2 separate regions of the Zea mays genome follow, and region 1 is linked to region 2. A link is a contact called in public Hi-C data. All regions are on one chromosome and are shown on one strand. Each heading gives the region's core, a stretch centred on a gene start, on an enhancer-like site or on the middle of the called end of the contact. The rest is flanking DNA. Distances are from core to core; before and after follow the strand shown.

Region 1 (3,589 bases), core at 700-3,199, 210 kb after region 2:
GTTAGAGGCAAGCTCCAGCACGGACGAGGGCAAGCTCCAGAAATTCAGAACTGAATGAACAGCAAGGGGCAGGGAAACATCAGAGTGAAAAAGTAGCCGATCTTAACTGAATGAACACAATTTCAGAAATTCAGAACACAGTTTCCCATTCTTAACTGAATGAACACAGTTTCAGAAAGAACACAATTTATCTGATAGCATAACAAGGTTCAAAATAACTAGCTTACTAAAATCTTAGATAACACAAAAATCAGCAGCTTATTACAATCTTGTCACATTTTCTTCAGCTTCCTTGGTGTGAGCTTCTTCATTAGCATCTTCTTAGGAGTTGTATTCTTGGGAGGTGACTGGATATCAATCTGTCCATCTCCCAGTAGCATAGCAAGCCGACTGAAAAAAATAAAGACCAGTAATTTAATGAGACAACAACGACTTGATGCAACATAATCATAATGATATGTTTACCTCCTAGTGACTCTGATTGGGCTGTCCTGTAAAATAGACTCCCTTGTTGGTGTAACCGGAAGAGAAACTTCGAGCTGGACATCAGCTTCAGTTTGGACAGCACCATGATCTTGAACAGTTTCAAGTTCGACATTAGCTTCACCTTGGACAACACCTTGACCTTGGACACTTCGTTGAAGTCGAGTTTTGGGGATTTTGGCATTATCCCCATACTTTGTTCTATTCATGCGAGGCTTTCTCTTCCTACAAGTTGGACAGCACAGTTAGATACAAATATAACAGTGCAAATGTTCAAATTAGACATTTCATCACTTACCTTTTCTTTGTTCCGTTCAATGGGCACTTGTAGCTAGTTTCACTGTGACCTAATTCTCCACATCTTTTGCACTTTCTTTTGCCTCTAATCATCTTCCTTTTCCCCTTCTCAGATTGGTTTGAACCCTCCATGTCAGCTTCTAGTACTGCATTCTTGTCAGCTTCCTTGCCTTTCTCTGTAGCTACTTTTTCCCCTTTGCTATTCCCACCTTCCAAACAACTCTTAATTCTTAGTTTCTTATACCTTCCTTTACCTCTCTTGTCAAGTGGTGCAGCAACCGCATAGGGCAGATCCACTGTTTGCCATTGAGACTTATCAGGTAGTGGTTCAATTATTCTCTTATATGCATTTTTGAACCTTTGTACAGAGTAGAATTCATGCACAAAATCTTCCAATTCGACATCCACACTCTCCTGTGCTGTAATCAAAGCCAATGCATGTGGACAAGGTTTGCCGGTGTGCTGCCACTCTAGGCATGTACACTCATGCAAATATGACTTCACTACATGTCTGTTGTGAGTGTTTGTGCTGTCCTCAACCTGTGCAGAGAAAAAACCAGCCTTTGTCACTGATAGATGCCCTAGGCCTCTGGTCCTTGCCTTCAATTGTTGTAAAACAGCAGGTAAGATCTTCCCATTAAGTTTATCTCCAATTCTTCTCCTTTTCTCCCACAACACCATTATCATCTCCCTACACTTGTCTGCAAGCTCAACAACTGGAAGGTCCTTCCAATCTTTAATCCAATTGTTGAAGACTTCAGCTAGATTGTTGGTGACATAATCACACTTGATGGCAGGATTAAACTGACTTCTCCTCCATTTCAGCTTGTGGTAAGTATCTAGCCATTTCTTTACATCTGGGGAAGCTTCCACAACTTGATTGTAAAAGAATTGTGAAACTTCTGGCCTATATGCCCTAGCTGTAGGGTACATCTTAGAGAATATGTCACCTCCAAACCTCTTAACAAAATTCTGTATTAGATGCCTAAAGCATTCTCTTTGGTCAGCCTGAGGGAAAACAAGTTTTACTGCATTTTCTAACCCTTTGCATGCATCTGTACATACAGCAAGCAATGGAAGATGGATAACCTTTGATGCTACCCAAGCGCTAGTAGGGGTCGTGGTTTTCCTTCTAGCACTGGAAGTACAAGTGTGTTCCTCAATTAAGACAGTGACCTGCAATAATAAACCTCAGTTAGTAACAACAAAGATGGCAAGGGCACAACATAGATTAGTAAGAACAAGTCTATACCATAACACTATTCCCAGATTGTTGCCTACGTCCCACAATATGCCAAGGGCAACCTTCTCCTTTGCAATTACCAATAAATCGACTTGGATCAGTTTTATATATTTCTAGCTCAAACTCTTCATTGATCGCAAACTGTCTCACAGCTAGCCTGAAGTCACGCATGCTGGGGTACACTGTTCCAATATCCATACAAGGCTTGTCTGGGTCATGCAACATCACTCTCTCATCTGGAATTTCATCATCAACAGGGATGGCTGCATCAATAGTTTCATTGTCACTATAACTTCTATTGACATCACCCTCTTGCATCTTGAAAGCTTCACCAGCCTTCTCAGCAGCTTCATCCTCAGCTCTCAAACCAATCAACTCATACATTCTGTCATCGTCAACAATTTCTATCCTACCTTCCTCATCTTGCCTCTCAACAATTTGAAGTGCGTCCCAGTCAATACCAACCTTTGGATGACCACTAGGATGTACTACCAATGCTAAGCTAGGCAGAAGCTCATCGTCAAAACTGAAAATAAAAAATAAAAATGTACAATCATACTACTTCATTCGATTTCTATAAAATTAATTAAATGTAGAATCATACTCGTACATAGAATCATTCCAGCTGTAATCCATCTAGCCAACTGTTGGTGACCAATAATGTGAGATCTTCGCTGCTGCTAACTCAAATCAGAACAAACCCTAAAGTCTAAAGCCTAAATCCTAAAGCCTAAAACCCATATGCATACCTGGAGCTCGTCGAGGTTAGCTGAGGGGAACCGACCACCGCTGCTGTAGCTAGCCGAGGGGAACCGCCCGTCGCTGAGGGGAACAGGCCACCGAGGGGAGCTCGCCGTGGGGAGCCCTTGCGGCGTGCTGGAGCAAGCCGTGGGGAGCTGAGCCCGGGCGACGTGCTGGAGCAAGCCGTGGGGAGCTGAGCCCGGGCGGCCTGGTACGTGCTGGAGCTCGCCTGGTGCTCGCCGTCGGAGAGGAGGAGACACGGCTGAGAGAACAGAGAGGAACCTGGTCTGGTGTGGTGCGGTACAGAGAGGAGGAGAAAACACGAGAGACAGAGAACAGAGAGGAGCTGTTTTAGTTTAGGGGTAAAATAGTCCAATTAGTTGATACTTTGTCAAATAACCCCCTAAATGGCATTTTATCTGTAATCCAGTGTTTGAAAATGGCGTAGTAACGAAGCGTGTTTTCATAATGGCATTCGAGCGAATCCGTAGTTTGATAATGACATAAATCCAATTTTCTCGAGATTAACCTTACCAATTTAGCGTGTGTATTCCATAATACCAATCTGGTAAAGCGGAGCTGCGGAGTAGTATACAGACGAAGCCGGGACGAGACTGTTATAAAGTCAATTAACTCACCGCGCTGCGTGGGCAGGCGGGGATCAACTGGTCAACTGCTCTACAACTTCACGTCTTCTTCACCTTCGGAAGACGGGCAGGCGAGCAGCGAAGGTGCGACGGAAATCAGTGGGGATGAGGCGCAATAGCCCGCCGACGGCGAGCGGCAACCGCCTCGCGGTCATCGCTTCCCACTTATCCCTCCCTC
Region 2 (3,565 bases), core at 91-2,590:
TACACATGCAAATGAAAACAAAAGGCGCACATGCGAGATGGACGTGGGGTGGAAGCGGGCAGGCTGGTCTGATCGGGTGGTGCAGAGGATGGATGGAGCTGGTCTGGTCGAGTGGTACAGGGACGACTGGGCTTCCACTGTATATTTAGGGTGTGTTTGGTTTGGCTTTTGGCTTTGGCTTTTGCCCCCTAAAAGCCAAAAGCCAACCAAAGGGCTGGATTCAAGAAGCAGCTTTTTTTAAAAGCCGACTTTCTCGTAGTGCAAAACTGAAAGCACCCCTGGACCTGCTTTTAGTGGCTTTTGGATGGAACTGTGAAAACATATATCGAAGAACTTTTAACGACTTTTAGTGGTTTCCACCAAACGATTTTTAGCTTTTTAACAGCACACAGCCTACAACAGCTTTTTCCACAGCTCACAGCCCACAGCAACTTTTTCCACAGCCACAGCTCAACCAAACAGACCCTTAGAAACCTAGAGTTTCTAATAGTCTTACCCTATATATATATAGGCCGAGTGTCAAAACAATAGCAGAACACACCGTTTCTCTTTCGTGCAATTTAAAAAGTTTCTAAATATTTGTCCACAAACATTAGTCATAAACATCAGTGCACTAATTCTTTAATAATAAATTAACTAAGGATTAATTTTTTGGCTTGCCATAATTTTAGTTGGACAAAAATGGCAAAAAGCAGACTCAATAAATCGCTATTTTCATTGCTATGCAATTAACTATTTGATGCAAACGTACAATCAAATTATTCACTGTTTTTTATATTTGTACATCGTTTGGATGTAGATATTCAATACTGGAACTGAGAATTAGAATCAAGAATTCTGAGCTAATGAATTTAGAGCTGGAATTAAAGCTCAATTAGTTGAAATTGAACTTTAAAGTGTATCTCAAGATTCAGAACCAAGACTCTAGGTATTAGATGAAATTGTAATTCCAGATACTTTTAAACAACAAATTTGTATTGAAACTCATTTCTGATGCTAGATAGATTTGGTAGTGGATCTAATTTAATTCTAACATTTTCAATATCTACATCCAAACGAACCTTTAGGAGTATTTGAGACTGTTTTACTCTACGGTGGCGTTTGGTTCGTCGAAATGTAACGCAACTAATTTATATGGGGTAATGGATATTGATACAAAACTTTTGTTTGGTTGGACTATTTCTGGTATATCTAATCTAATTATAACTAGTAAGTAACCAGATCCTATTACCGTTCCCTTAACAAGTTCTGAACAAACATTACTACTCCGCATCACTGGTTGGTTGTCATTTGCCAAACGGTCTAAACCGTTATTTTCAGTTTTTCACTAGCCGCTTCGCTACCGTGCACAGGAAAACCCAAACAAACCACAGAACCCGAGCACCGCCGCCATGTCCGCCGCCGCAGCCGACTGGCTCCCGTCAGCGTCCGTGACGGCGTCCGGCCGCCCGGTGCTTTCCGCAGGCGAGGTGGAGCGGAATCTCGTCCCGCTTGTCGATCTCGAGCCCGAGGAGAACCCACACCTCGCGCCCCTCCGCGCCTGCCTCCTCGCGCTCACTTCCCACCGCCTCATCTTCCTCCACGAGCCGTCCCGCTCCGCACGCGGCCTCCCGCTCGCCACCGTTGTCCATGCCTACCCTCCCCACCGCAGGCACAACCATAACCCCCTTCGCTCCCTCTTCTCCTCGTCCTCATCTTCCTCGTCGCAGCATCACCGCATCCGCCTCCAGATCTCCATGCCATCCGTGCGATCGGAGGTCATTGCCATCGTCGTGACCTGTAAGGCTGACGTTGATGTGTTCTTCGGGAGGCTGCTCGAGGCGATCCGTGCAAGGGCTTGGGAGGTGGCCCCCGCAGCTGCTCCGTCGAGCAGCACGCCCGTCGCAGATGTGCCTGCGGAGAACGTCGGGATCCGGATGCCCGTTGTTGGGGTCTCTGGGATACTGCGGATGGAGCAGGAGTCATGGGAGAGCGCCGGCCAGAACTTACAAGATGCGTTCCAGGATCTCAATGCCCTCATGGTTAGCATTTCACAGCTACCATCTTCGAGATTGATCACCATGGTCTAGTTTGAACTCAATTATTGTTATTTTCTATGCTCCAGGGCAAAGCTAAGGAAATGATGCAGTTAGCAGAGAAAATGAGGCTCAAGCTATTAATGAACTCATCTACTGAATCAAATTCCAATGATGAAGAGATGGGCTCTAAGCAAGACATGCAGGATTTGCTACTTAGTGTTGGCATTGTGTCTCCTGTGACGAAAGAAACTGCTGGTGCGTTGTATCATCAGCAGTTGTCACTACAGGTAATTTACAATTGCTTTTTTATGTAGCTTATTTTTGAACTGTAAACTGACTTCGATAATGCACGAACTTTGTAAGAAGTCTGTGTAGATTAGATCAACATATTTAGTTCAGAGCTTCATTGCCATATGGCTCAAGCACAATATTATATTTCTAGAACGAATACCTTTTTCCTCCATCTGCTGGGATCGCAACTTCTAGTGATTAATAATTACTGATTTAATTTTCATATATCAGCTAAACTCAACATTTAGTATTTTACTAAGCCTTTGACCGGCAAATGCAGAGACGCTGCATCAAACTCGTGACCTAGTGACTCAGTGAGATAGCTCCCACCACTATACCAGCCTGTCCTTCAACCATTTAGTAATATACTTTTACTAGAATTTATTCAGGAACTCTGGCCCCATCTTGTCAGTGAAGATGTGTACATAGATCAAATAGTTAGTTTGCAGTTGAGGTTCATCATCATATGGATTATGCACATAGTATAGTTGCCAGAAAAATAGCTTCTATATCACAGTTATGGCCCGCTTTGGCAACCTCACTTCTCATGTTATGTTTTTGGACACAATTCAACCCAAATGTGCAGCTTATCGTGAGCTTGTCGCAGAAGTGCTTTTCATTGTTTTCAGATCGCCTGATCGTCTGATCGATGCCACTGGGCGATCAGACGATTAGTCGCGATTAGGTGACCATCAGGGTGATTAGTCGCCCCTGATCGACCCTAATCGCCCATTGGTCGTCCTATGTATTTCCAGGACATATATAGCACTATATAGAGATATATACTTATATAGTATAGAGACTTGCTCAGGACAAGCACAAGTATAGACAAGGCAGCAGTATAAATAGTCCAAAACAGCAGTATGAATACTTAAATAGTCCAAAACAACAGTATGAATACTTGAATAGTCCAAAATAGCAGTACATCTCCAGCAACAATTCTATATGAAACTATGAAACTACAATTCTACAACTTACTAGACCATGAACAAGAAGACAACACATATATGAGATCATCATACAACTGAAGTCTGAAGTCTTAACTAAAGTCTTAAACTCTGAACCTGAGTAATTAACGTGACTGATCGCTAACCAGACGACTAATCGCTACATATCGCCGACTAGTCGGACGATATGGACGATCAGATCACCTGATCGAATCGACCCCCCTTATCGAGCACTGAGTACCGATCAACCCGACTAATCGCGACTAATCGCGATTAGTTGGACGATCTGAAAACAATGGTGCTTCCACT

What was found. Hi-C and Micro-C count contacts between places; a contact is called where the count stands out from the background.
Region 1: a Hi-C map of endosperm shows a contact between it and region 2, with 2.3 times the contacts expected there. The contact joins the promoter of LOC109945173 here to the promoter of LOC103651086 in region 2. A contact is called at or near these places in 6 of 25 Hi-C or Micro-C datasets (bundle sheath, ear, endosperm and 2 more).

What each region holds. Positions count from the first base shown.
Region 1 is chr3:191,856,435-191,860,023 of Zm-B73-REFERENCE-NAM-5.0, forward strand. It overlaps LOC109945173, which reads right to left and starts at 1,950. Exons shown (of 3, transcript XM_023302134.1): 1 at 782-1,950; 2 at 466-708; 3 at 263-390. The coding sequence starts at 1,713. The coding sequence ends at 273. It overlaps LOC100277449 (14 kDa zinc-binding protein-like), which reads left to right and starts at 3,413. Exons shown (of 5, transcript NM_001364796.1): 1 at 3,413-3,589. The coding sequence starts at 3,517.
Region 2 is chr3:191,647,785-191,651,349 of Zm-B73-REFERENCE-NAM-5.0, forward strand. LOC103651086 (vacuolar protein sorting-associated protein 36) reads left to right here and starts at 1,341. Exons shown (of 8, transcript XM_020550435.3): 1 at 1,341-2,021; 2 at 2,105-2,305. The coding sequence starts at 1,392.